Regions from separate parts of the Gossypium arboreum genome. Here region 1 is linked to region 2. Evidence: chromatin contacts called from public Hi-C data. All regions are on one chromosome and are shown on one strand. The core of a region is the stretch at or near the end of the contact, and the rest is flanking DNA. Distances in the headings are between cores, read along the strand shown.

Region 1 (5,389 bases), core at 1,525-4,024, 340 kb before region 2:
AGAATTACTAGTATTGATAATATTGTTGATTGAGTTGGTGACATAAATCAACTCAATACCAACTCAAGAAAAATGACAATATTGTAATAAACAATTGGGGTTTAATTAATAGTCTTAATATGATGTATTACCTATTTCAATTTCTTCTTTTTTTTGACACTTTAAACTATTTTTATTTTAATTTCATACATATTGCATATTTTTTTTATTATGAATTTCAAACGTTACATTTCATTGTTTATTATATATTATTTTTAAACTCGTACTTGTATTTTAAATACGTAGTTTCCACATATGTATACATGTGATAGAATTTCTATTTTGAATGAAACAAAAATAGCAAATTGTTAAGAGAAAAGCATTCAAACTCTCTCTATGATTAAATTTTACTCTGTGATTTGAAAAATACTCACCTATCCCTAAGATTTGATGAAAAATCCACTAGTCTCCTCTTTAGTAAATGAATTTTAAATAAAAGGATAACTCTACCCTTTATTAGTTATTTATTATTCTACTTTTTTTGTTATTTTGAATCTTTATGTTTAATACTTTTAATTGAAAATAATAATAATTTAATTAATAAATTATTTTAATTATTATTTGTACTATATTCTAATATAATCAAATGTTAAAATAATGCATTGTTCAATTAATATATATGTAAGTTTTTTTTTTGAAGTTATACTTATACTCAAATAATCATAATCAAAATTAATCAAGTATAAAGCACAATCAAACTAATAATCAGAATATATCAACACTACCAACATAATTTATACAAAATACACATATAGTGAAACATAAACCATAATAAATATAGGTTAAGAACCCATACATGGTTTACAAAGAGTGGGACTTGAACTTGGGATCTTAAAGTTCTCAAGACCTTAACCATCCCATTAAACTAAGGCCTTGTTGAGGGAGGTTGATTTCATTGTCAAAGTCTGCAAAGTTTTATCCATCAAGAGCTAATGAACCCTTCAACTTGTTGGTAATATCTTTGGTGGGTTTTATTTTTTTCTTTTGTCTTTAATGAAAGCATAGGTGCCTAAAGAGGTAGAAGGTTTATAGTGTGAGGGCGCTTTGTTGGGTGCTTAATAAAGTGAATCACGCAGATATACATGGTCACCCACTAAAAAAATCTCAACATTTACTCTTGGTGGGATATAAATATGTGCCCAATATGCTATAAGACACTTATAGGTAACTAGACTACCACTTGAGATAAAAGTTATAATTATATTTTATTTTATTTTATTGTCGTCTCTTTTATTGTGTGTTTTTTATTTAATGATTTTTCTATACAAATACATGTTAATTATTTAATTATAATATTAATCTTGAGATATTTTTTACTTTTATATTTTAAAAAATTTTCATGAAAACTTTTTAATAATGGTAACTAATTAATTTTACATAAAATAATTTAATGAATGTATCTCAAGATTAATATATAATTAAATTAAATATAAATTTAAAATATTTACTTTTAATTGAAGTTGAATATAATTTCTTAATGAAAGAAGTCAAATATATTTCATTTTGTAAGACTTCATATGTAATTAAAATTCCATTATTTTTAATTAAAGAGAAATGAATTAATCAAATAGAAAATGAATTGATAAATAATAAAAGGGATAATTGTCTCTTTTTTATTTATTTAAGGTTTGCTTAGTAAATAGATTTTAAAGGGGTTTGTGGGATTTTTTCGAACTTGAGAGAGATAAGTCGATATTCTTGAAACTATAGGGATAATTTTACATTAAACTTAATAGGGGTAAGTGTCTTTAAGAACAAGTACTTATTCACGGATATATATATATATATATATATATATATATATATATATATATATATATATTAAGGAAGGATTCACTTTGTAACTTTTATTATAACTAATATTTTAATAATTTAATCATTTAATTTATCAATATAATTGTATTTGTCATACTTGTAAATATTTGAATCAATTTGATATTTTTATCATATCAATGTAAAATAATTTCTATATTAATATATATTCAAAGTTTCAAAGTTTTTACATAAAACAAATAATTAAATATTTACTTTACTCCAAATTTAACATACATGATCTATATAAATGAAACATGAAATTTGATGATTGAATTGTGTTAAATAATTTTTAACTATCTTTTAACAAACTACTAATTCACTATTGACATCACACCATTTTGTTGTTAGATTTTCTTACTGTAAGTTTGTGATTTTTTTTCTTTTGGGTTTATAAATTTAGAGTTTATCTTTTCTTATTTTTAAATTATTTCAAATATGTTTCTAAAAAGAAATTAATTTTTCATGATATTAAAGCAATATATTTAGCAATTTCTAAAGATTGGTTCAAGAGATTTGGAACTTTGCTTCACAAAAAGTATACCTCAACAATTTTTGTATATTTTAAAATTACGCTTCTTTGTTTTGTATGTGTGTGGTTGGTGATTCTCATAAGATTGTGTGGTGTTCAATTTATTCATAGGGATATTATTTAATTTTTACATATTTTAGGGTTATGTTATAATTCTTTTTATCGAAACTTATAAAATATATAAAAATATTTAAAATATAAAATATTAAAAATAATTTAAAATATTAAAATCCTATATCAAATGGTACGAATTGATACGCACCAAATCAAAATTTTCATCAGAATAAAACTTAAATTATTTAGTATTAAAATAGTACCTACTACTATGCTTGGCCACTCCTTGATTTGTCTTGGTTCCGTCCTTAATTATGACCCCTTTCACTTGTACTCTCAAAAGTTAAATTATAATAATATGAGGAGATTGTTCAATGTGCATCATGGTACATATTAATTTGCATATTGTAATCATGTTTAAAATGTTATATTTATATAAATTTTCAAAAAAATATTTGCTTTATATAAAATTTATGGTGTTCATATAATTTCTTTCATATTTGTATTATCTTTTTTTTTTCTAAATTTATTTGTATTTATTGTGTTGGTGTTGCATTCCAAGTTAAAGGTGGGACTTGTGATTTGTGAGTCCAAAAAGCTACCAAGCTGGATGAGCTAAGGCTTGTCGTTGAGGAGCCCATGAAACCATATGTACCCTCCTAGGCTACCGCTCAATGTTTCCAGAAACCATTTAGCAGTGGTTGAAGCCATTCTAAACCATGGATTGGTCCAGGCCTAACTACCCACAAGAATGGTTGGTTGCTATTAGCTAGCCCATGCTGTCACCTGGGTTTTAACTACAAGAAAAACGCAGTTGTGGTGGAAAAGAAAATAGTTAGTAAAGTTATAAATTTAGTCTTTATAATTTACGAGGTTTAAATTTAATGGCCTTAACATGTTTTCTTTTATATAACATAAGGATGGAGATAAGGATAATATGGTTTGAATCCATGTCAAACAAGTGTTTAACAAAAGTCTTAATTATCACTCTATACTAATTAAGACTATTGCATTTGTAATTATTGTTAAGTTGGTACAATTATTTATTTTTGTGATAATATATATAAAATTACAATTGTAAGTACTTGTGACAAATTTAAATGATTACAACTACTTTTGGGTAAACTATACAAATGGTTACCATGAGATAAAATAGGATCATATTGGGAGAACGAATTTATCCTAAAGAGATTAAGGATATCTTCTGAGGGTAACACACTTATGACAAGGTCATTGGACAAGCACTTATTGAGTAGCTTTCGTAATGGTATGTAATTGGGGAGAGCTCAATCACAATACTATAATGGAATGACTTTATTACTAAATAAGTTTATAATTAATAGGCGAAAAATTAAATTTTAATTATAAATTATTTGAGCCCTAATTATATATCTCCAATCGGTCCCTCCTCTAGCTCATTATGTAGCATCCTACTCGACGAAACCTTAGTGTTCAAATGATCTCTATGGAAGTGAGGCATAAATAGTAAGTTTTGAGTGTGTGTAAAGTATAAAAAGTTGAATAAGTATAAGAATTCTTTGAGCAAGCCTATAACACCTCAGTTCTTGCAGGCACAAGGTTTGGCGTAGTCTTTGAAAAGTACAATTGGTGAATTTGTAACCACTCAAGTGCTCTTTTTCAGAGTATAATGGGGGCGAACACAGTTGTATGTTCAATATGTTAAGAATTCCATGCTAGATAATTGTGATTTGATAAAAGAATAATACAGTCAGGTAAATAGTTACTGAAGGTATAAGCCCACGTCAGAAGTAGTATACCATTTTCCCCATGATACTTTACAAGTTAAGTTATAAGGTAAGTTGGTTAGGAACTAACTGAACGAGAACCATGATATTTAAAAGTTAGTTTCCTCAAAATTTGTAGACCATTGATAAGATAAGTCAGTAGTGATGTGACATTTATCAAGTTCCAATAAAGACTTGGACTATTTTAATAGGTCTTCAAGTTGAAATAAAGGGAGTTATATTCTTTTCTTTTAAAAATATTAAAATCTAATGCTGGAGAAAAGGAGAAGCATTTTTCTTTAAGTTGGATCCGAACCTCTGGATTCTTCTAAAATTTTTTCCATGTCGAGGTGAGTTTTATGACTCTGAAAAGTAGATCCACATGAATACCTGAAAAAGTAAAGACTTTGTTTATAGGTTATTTGTATTTAATATGATGGAAAGGTTATTCGAATGGATTTTTATGGTGTTCTTTTGTTTTAAGAGGCAGTGGTTACTACAACTCCTGAAAAGATCTTGGATCTGGAGCTCAACCTGCTATACATTCTTGTCAGGTGACTTCCTAAGTCAACTCTTGTATGTAAGGTATTAATTGTGATGTTTCTATAGAAAATGGCCAGATTGTGAACACTAAATGAGTCGTGCATATCTAGTTCATGAGGAAACTGATAGGTTAAGCATGAGACAGTTGTTCTAATGATGAAATAAAACTATATGAGTGCTTTTGGAATGTATGAGATAATATGAAATGAAATGTATGTTAATTTATGTATGGTGTCAAAGCATGAAAGAATTGTTAAATGAGTCTGTGTCTGTCTCCACGGAGTCATATAAAGGAGTCTATCGAGACTTTAAACACAATTCTTTGAAAGGAAAATTCCATGATCCAATATTGTGTAAGACCATAGCTGGTGGGCTATGGCGTCATATGGAAAGACCATATTATATATGACCATAACTGGTAGGTTATGGCATCATATGGAAAGAACTAAATGAAGGTTATTACCTAATGGAGTTCTCTGCGTAACCCAAAACGATTAAGGGCAAACCTCACGTAATGTGAGTCTAAGCGAATCCCTATCTTGAACACGCCATAAAATAGATGCCTTTGTGGAAATCTATGAAATGGAAGCCTTTTTGGCGATCTATGGAAAGGAACACCTTCATGGCGCCTTCTAAAGGAAGGCCCTTATGCAATCATCTAAAG
Region 2 (5,151 bases), core at 2,638-5,137:
CTCTGGAAAAGCAAATTAACAATGTTTTCCTTAACGAAAATAATAAAATGTTTGATAATGTGGATTCTTTTTAGTAACAATTAAACACAAGAAATTTAACATAATAAGATTGATTTCAAAACTCTTCTTCGTAACACTTTCAGATTCGGCCAAAATGTCTAGGCCGAGTTCGGGGTGTTACATACCAATTCTTGGCAAAGATGAGGAATGTTTCTAATGAAAATTACGAATTCAGTTGAAAAACAAATTGAATTTGGAATAGATTTTAATTCGGGAAACAAAAATAATTTCAACAATGGTAAGAAAAAATTTTGATGTAAAAATAGAATAGAAAAAAAAAAGATGAGAAGAAATGGGGAGAGAAATAGAATTTTGATCGGGGTTTAAAAAGAAAAAAATCCTTGTCTAATTGAGAAAATTGGACTAAATAGCTAAGGTTTTCAAATCTTGAGGGGTTGCATGGTAATTTCCCCTAGTCTGTCGAAAATAAAATGAAAGGGACTTGGGTGGCTCAAACATTGTTATGTAAGGGGCAAAAACAAGTGTGTTACTATTAGGACAAGGTCTATTTCTTGTTTAATTTCTACTCCAAATAGTATTTATTTTGGTGTGGTTTTGTCCTAGTGTGCTGAAATTAAAAAGAAAAGAAATGAGAGAAGAGTGGTTTGGACCTAGAATCTGTAAGGAATCCACTAACCATTTAACCATCAAGCCTATTCAACTTCTTAGTTATTTATTTCAATTAACCCCCTATATTTTGAGGCATGACACTTGTAGTTTTGGTGTCACTTGGGTCAGAACCCATGCAATTAAAAACTTTATATATAGTATAGATAGACATAGATATAAAATTTTGTTTTTTGTCTATTTCTTTAATTGAGTTTATCACACTTGACTTGTAACCCAATCAAAAGCTTTATTTTTTTAATGTGTACACAATCAAAAGCTTTAATTAACTAAAAATTAGGACATTTGTTTTTATATTTCAATATTGTAAAAATGTTAATAAAGTACTAAAATAGGAATTCGTAAAAGTTATTTCTCATAATAAGTTTTTAACTATAAGAGTAATTATCTTATATAAATTTTGAGAGTTTTAGAGTAGTGGTTTTTGAATTTTTTTTTTTTTTTCAAACTTGAACGTATATACAAATGTCATAGTTAGTGCTTATCCCTTCCTAGCCATGAGAGTTCCCTTTTAAATGAAGGGCCTCCTCCAACCAAGGGCTTCCTAATGTGCGAGCAAGGGATCCCCTAGTGTGCTAACATAGGACCTGCCTATGTGTACTGGAGTAGCCCTTTTGGTGTGCTAGCAAATGGCTCCCCTAGCATGCTGGTGAAGGGCCCCATAGTATGCAACCGAGTAACCCTTGGGTGTTGGAAAAAGGCTTCCTATTAGCCCCATGTTAACCCTCTCTTGGGAGTATAAGAAGTACTTTTTTTATGTATTTGAAGGAAATATCTGCATTGCCACCATAAGTTAAAAGCTTCAAGAAACCCAAATTAGACAACAACTTCAAAAGACCCCACACTACTAAAAGCTTCAAGAGATGCATAAATAAAGAAAGATAAAAGAGCTTGAGGGAATTAAGCCATGGATTCTTACTCATAGAAGAGACATGATCTTTTACTTAGTTCCCACATATGACGCCAACTATTATTACACAAAACTTGAGAGTATTTGTAATGGTGGTTCATACCACATTTGGTGTGAAAAGCCACTTAAGTTAGTGATTTTGAGGGGTCTCGTGAGCTTGGAGAGATTAGGAATGCTTTGGCATATATCTTGGAACCTCCTTTTTTTTTTTTTTGATAGAGAGAACTTTTATAAAGAGTTTTTATGTGAGTCCCACTAAAATGATATGCTAATATATAAGGTGGTTGTATGGACATCAAAGCTTCATTAGAATGTGAATAAACCCATCACATTCTAATGAAGCACTCAAACTCGTAATCACCAAATATTACTTTATTGGGATCCATACCAAAATTCTTCCTTTATAAAATCTCTCTCCATCACAAGAGAAAAAGGATACGTGACAATACTTTACTTAATTTCTCTCAAAAATCTATTTGAATGAGACCCCCAAAAACCACCAACTTCAATGGCTCTCCGCACTACACATGTGTGAACCATAATAATAAATCATCCCCAATTCTTATGTTATTATATAATATTTTTTTATAAAATTTTTAAACTATAATCTCTAAAGTTATTATGAAATTGATAACACTTAAACTTACAACCTACAAATTATTATAATAACACAACTATATTTTTAAACACACGATATTTACATACAGAAATTGAGGGGATGCTGTTAACAATGAATTCCTATATGAACCTATCAATCTTTCGAGTTGTTGCAATCCTAGATTCAAAACGAAACTCTTTATTAATATTTTATATCATGAGAAATTTCAAGTTCGTGGCTGCTCATTTTGCTCTTGTTTTATTTGCTTTGGCTTTCACTGTATTGGTTGCAGAAGGTAAGTCCCAAATTAATCATTTCCATTATTTATTTAAAATTTCAGCGCATTTAATAATGTATTGGAGAAAAGTTGTAATTTAATTTTTTTAAGTGTTTAAGTATTAAATAAATTTTTATTTAATATAAAATTCGAAAATCATGGTTTGTTGAATGGAGTTAATAAGTACATAGGATAAAATATATTTAGATAGATTTATTTAAATTTATATGTTTTAACTAAGAAAGAAAATTATTTTTTAAAGTTTTATCCAAAATTATTTTGAATATATTATTATGATATAAAAGTAAATTTATAAACTAAATATTTCTTTTAAGGAATAAACTAAATGTTTTAATAATTAATAATTAATACTTAATTTTTAAATTTATTAAAGATAGTAATTTTAAAATTTTGATATACTATCAGTAGAGTTTTAATTTCATAAACAGAGTCAAGAAATTGATAAGTCTCCTATAAGAATATAGTAAAATATTTATATATATATATATATATAAAAGAGACTTGTGATAATTTTTAAAATTTTTTGTAAAATAAAAAAATTTGCTGTGAATATATCAAATATTAAATACCATTTTAATTTTATTTTATTTTATTTTGTGTAAAAACAGGTAAGAGATTGCTTAATGCGAACATTAACCTTGGACCATGTCTGTTGCACCTTGAATGTAGCCCTCAAGTTAATTGTTGGTGCTGCATGGGCGACCCCAGAAAGCAATGTTGGTTGTATAAATCCGATTGCCTGGCCTATTGCTAATGAATCTGGAAGAAAAAGAGAAGTCCAAATTTATATGTCATTTCAAGTAATTCATGTTCTTCTAAAGATATTAAATCTAAGTACTTCAAAAGAAATCAATTCAACTCCATGATTTTGAGTTTGAATATTATTGGCATTGTTCAAAATGTAAATTCCAATTAAGGAGATTAAAAATTATACCTATGCATTTAATTTTTGTATAAATTTTAATTGCATGCATTCAATCATTTAACATAAGCGAAAATAAGTTAATTGAGTTATAATTTAGTTAACATCGGTTTAACTGTAACAATCAAGAGAACATAGATTTAATGGCATTTAAGAGCACATTTTTCAATTTAAAATTTTTAAAAGAATTTTATGAATAAAGTAGTTAATAGAATACAAGTATTTTTATTTGAAAGATAGGAATTGGAAATACTATTTTAATAATAAAATTTTATTTAATATTGTTAGAATAATAAAAATAAGGTATTCATTCATATGGGTTGAACCCAAACCATCCCATGAATACATGAGCCGTCAATTAAAGTAAAAAAACTGGAGCCAAAAGTAGGCCCATCAATAACCCAAAAGTGAAAGACTAATCATGTGAACGTAGCTGGAAAATTTAAAAAGGCGACGAAACGCGTGAAACGCAGCGCTTATAAATGGCGCGTCCCGAGAAAGTTAGAGCTATAAGTAGTTGACGGTTTAGTCAAAGTATTTCTTTCCCTCGTCGTCTCCGTTGCTTCTAAACTACGGCAAGGAAAACTCATCGGAACTTTTCTCCTTTTAACTAATTTCCACTTTCCAGAAGAAAAACTAAATCTGTTTTTTGTTAAACTCTTAGTTCGATCTCTTACTTTCAATGGATGAATCTTCGTATTGGAATCGTCCTACTAGTCATTTACTCGGCTCAGTTCCCGTAAGCTTCTTAATTTTCTTTTTCTCTTTTTTCTTCCTTTTGAATTAATTTATCAAGATCGGCATTCTTATGTAAATTAGTTTAGAATATTATTTGAAAATTGTTATTCGAATCCTAGGCTGTTGTTAATGAAGAAAGTGAAGCCTCGTATGGCAGAAGAGGAGGTGGTGGCCGAGGTTATCAAACTCTTGGACCTCCGACCGGTATATATTCTTTTTTATTTCTAGAAAAAGAAAATTAGTTAAATGTATCAATCTTTCATTTTTCGTACTATGAAACGTGATTTTTCCTCCCTTTAAAAAAAAATCTTTATATATCTTTTATTTGATTTCCTTGCCCTATAAGAAAAAACTTAAATTTATCTCTGATTTTTTCTCTATATTTGAAATAACTAATGTCTTAAGAGAATTGTTTAGTTTTATTATTTCCCAAATGGAAAATAACTGGGGAGAGGAACTTTCAATAATCATGATATCTAGAGTTGAGACATGGAAGATTTGGCGTTGAATTGAGTGGTTTTCTTATTTAAAGTTAAGGTAATTTAGTGAGGAAGAATGAAACTTCCGATGCCTTTTATTTTTGAAAGAATAGACTATAGCGCTAACTGTTATGTTTGTATTTGCATTCTGGAGTAGTTAACTGTTATTTTCGTAATCACAAATTTCTTTACATAGAAGGGAGGTACCCAATTAAAATCCTTTATTTGATGCATATATCCTTTTCGTGGTTCTGTTAATATTTTTGAACTTTCCTGGAGTAGTTCTTCTTTTTTTATTTTATTTTTTTGTGTATGACTCTTCAAAGTAAGGGATTTAGAGTGTAGATTACTGATTTTGCTTCCATGTTCTAAAATTCAAAGGCTATAGCAGCTAAAGTACTGCCTTAAGATGTCACTCACTGATGGTAATATGTAACGCTTTTATTTAGTGCTACTGAGGCACCTTAGAGTTTAACGATCCCTTTGTCTATTATATGCAGAAGGATTTGACCAACAATC

The links. Hi-C and Micro-C count contacts between places; a contact is called where the count stands out from the background.
Region 1: a contact with region 2 is called in a Hi-C map of leaf, with 3 times the contacts expected there. The contact joins the enhancer-like site here to the promoter of LOC108458463 in region 2. A contact is called at or near these places in 2 of 5 Hi-C or Micro-C datasets (both in leaf).

Annotation. Positions count from the first base shown.
Region 1 is chr4:15,638,301-15,643,689 of ASM2569848v2, reverse strand. No RefSeq gene overlaps it. Among protein-coding and RNA genes, the nearest start is that of LOC108457653, 25 kb to the right of the region's middle. Within about 2 kb of position 2,774, at least 1 of the 2 cell types and tissues checked has an H3K27ac peak or open chromatin away from gene starts, as enhancers often do. A contact at or near this core is called in leaf, where this site is marked.
Region 2 is chr4:15,300,422-15,305,572 of ASM2569848v2, reverse strand. LOC108458463 reads left to right here and starts at 3,887. Exons shown (of 5, transcript XM_017757874.2): 1 at 3,887-4,154; 2 at 4,273-4,357; 3 at 5,133-5,151. The coding sequence starts at 4,098.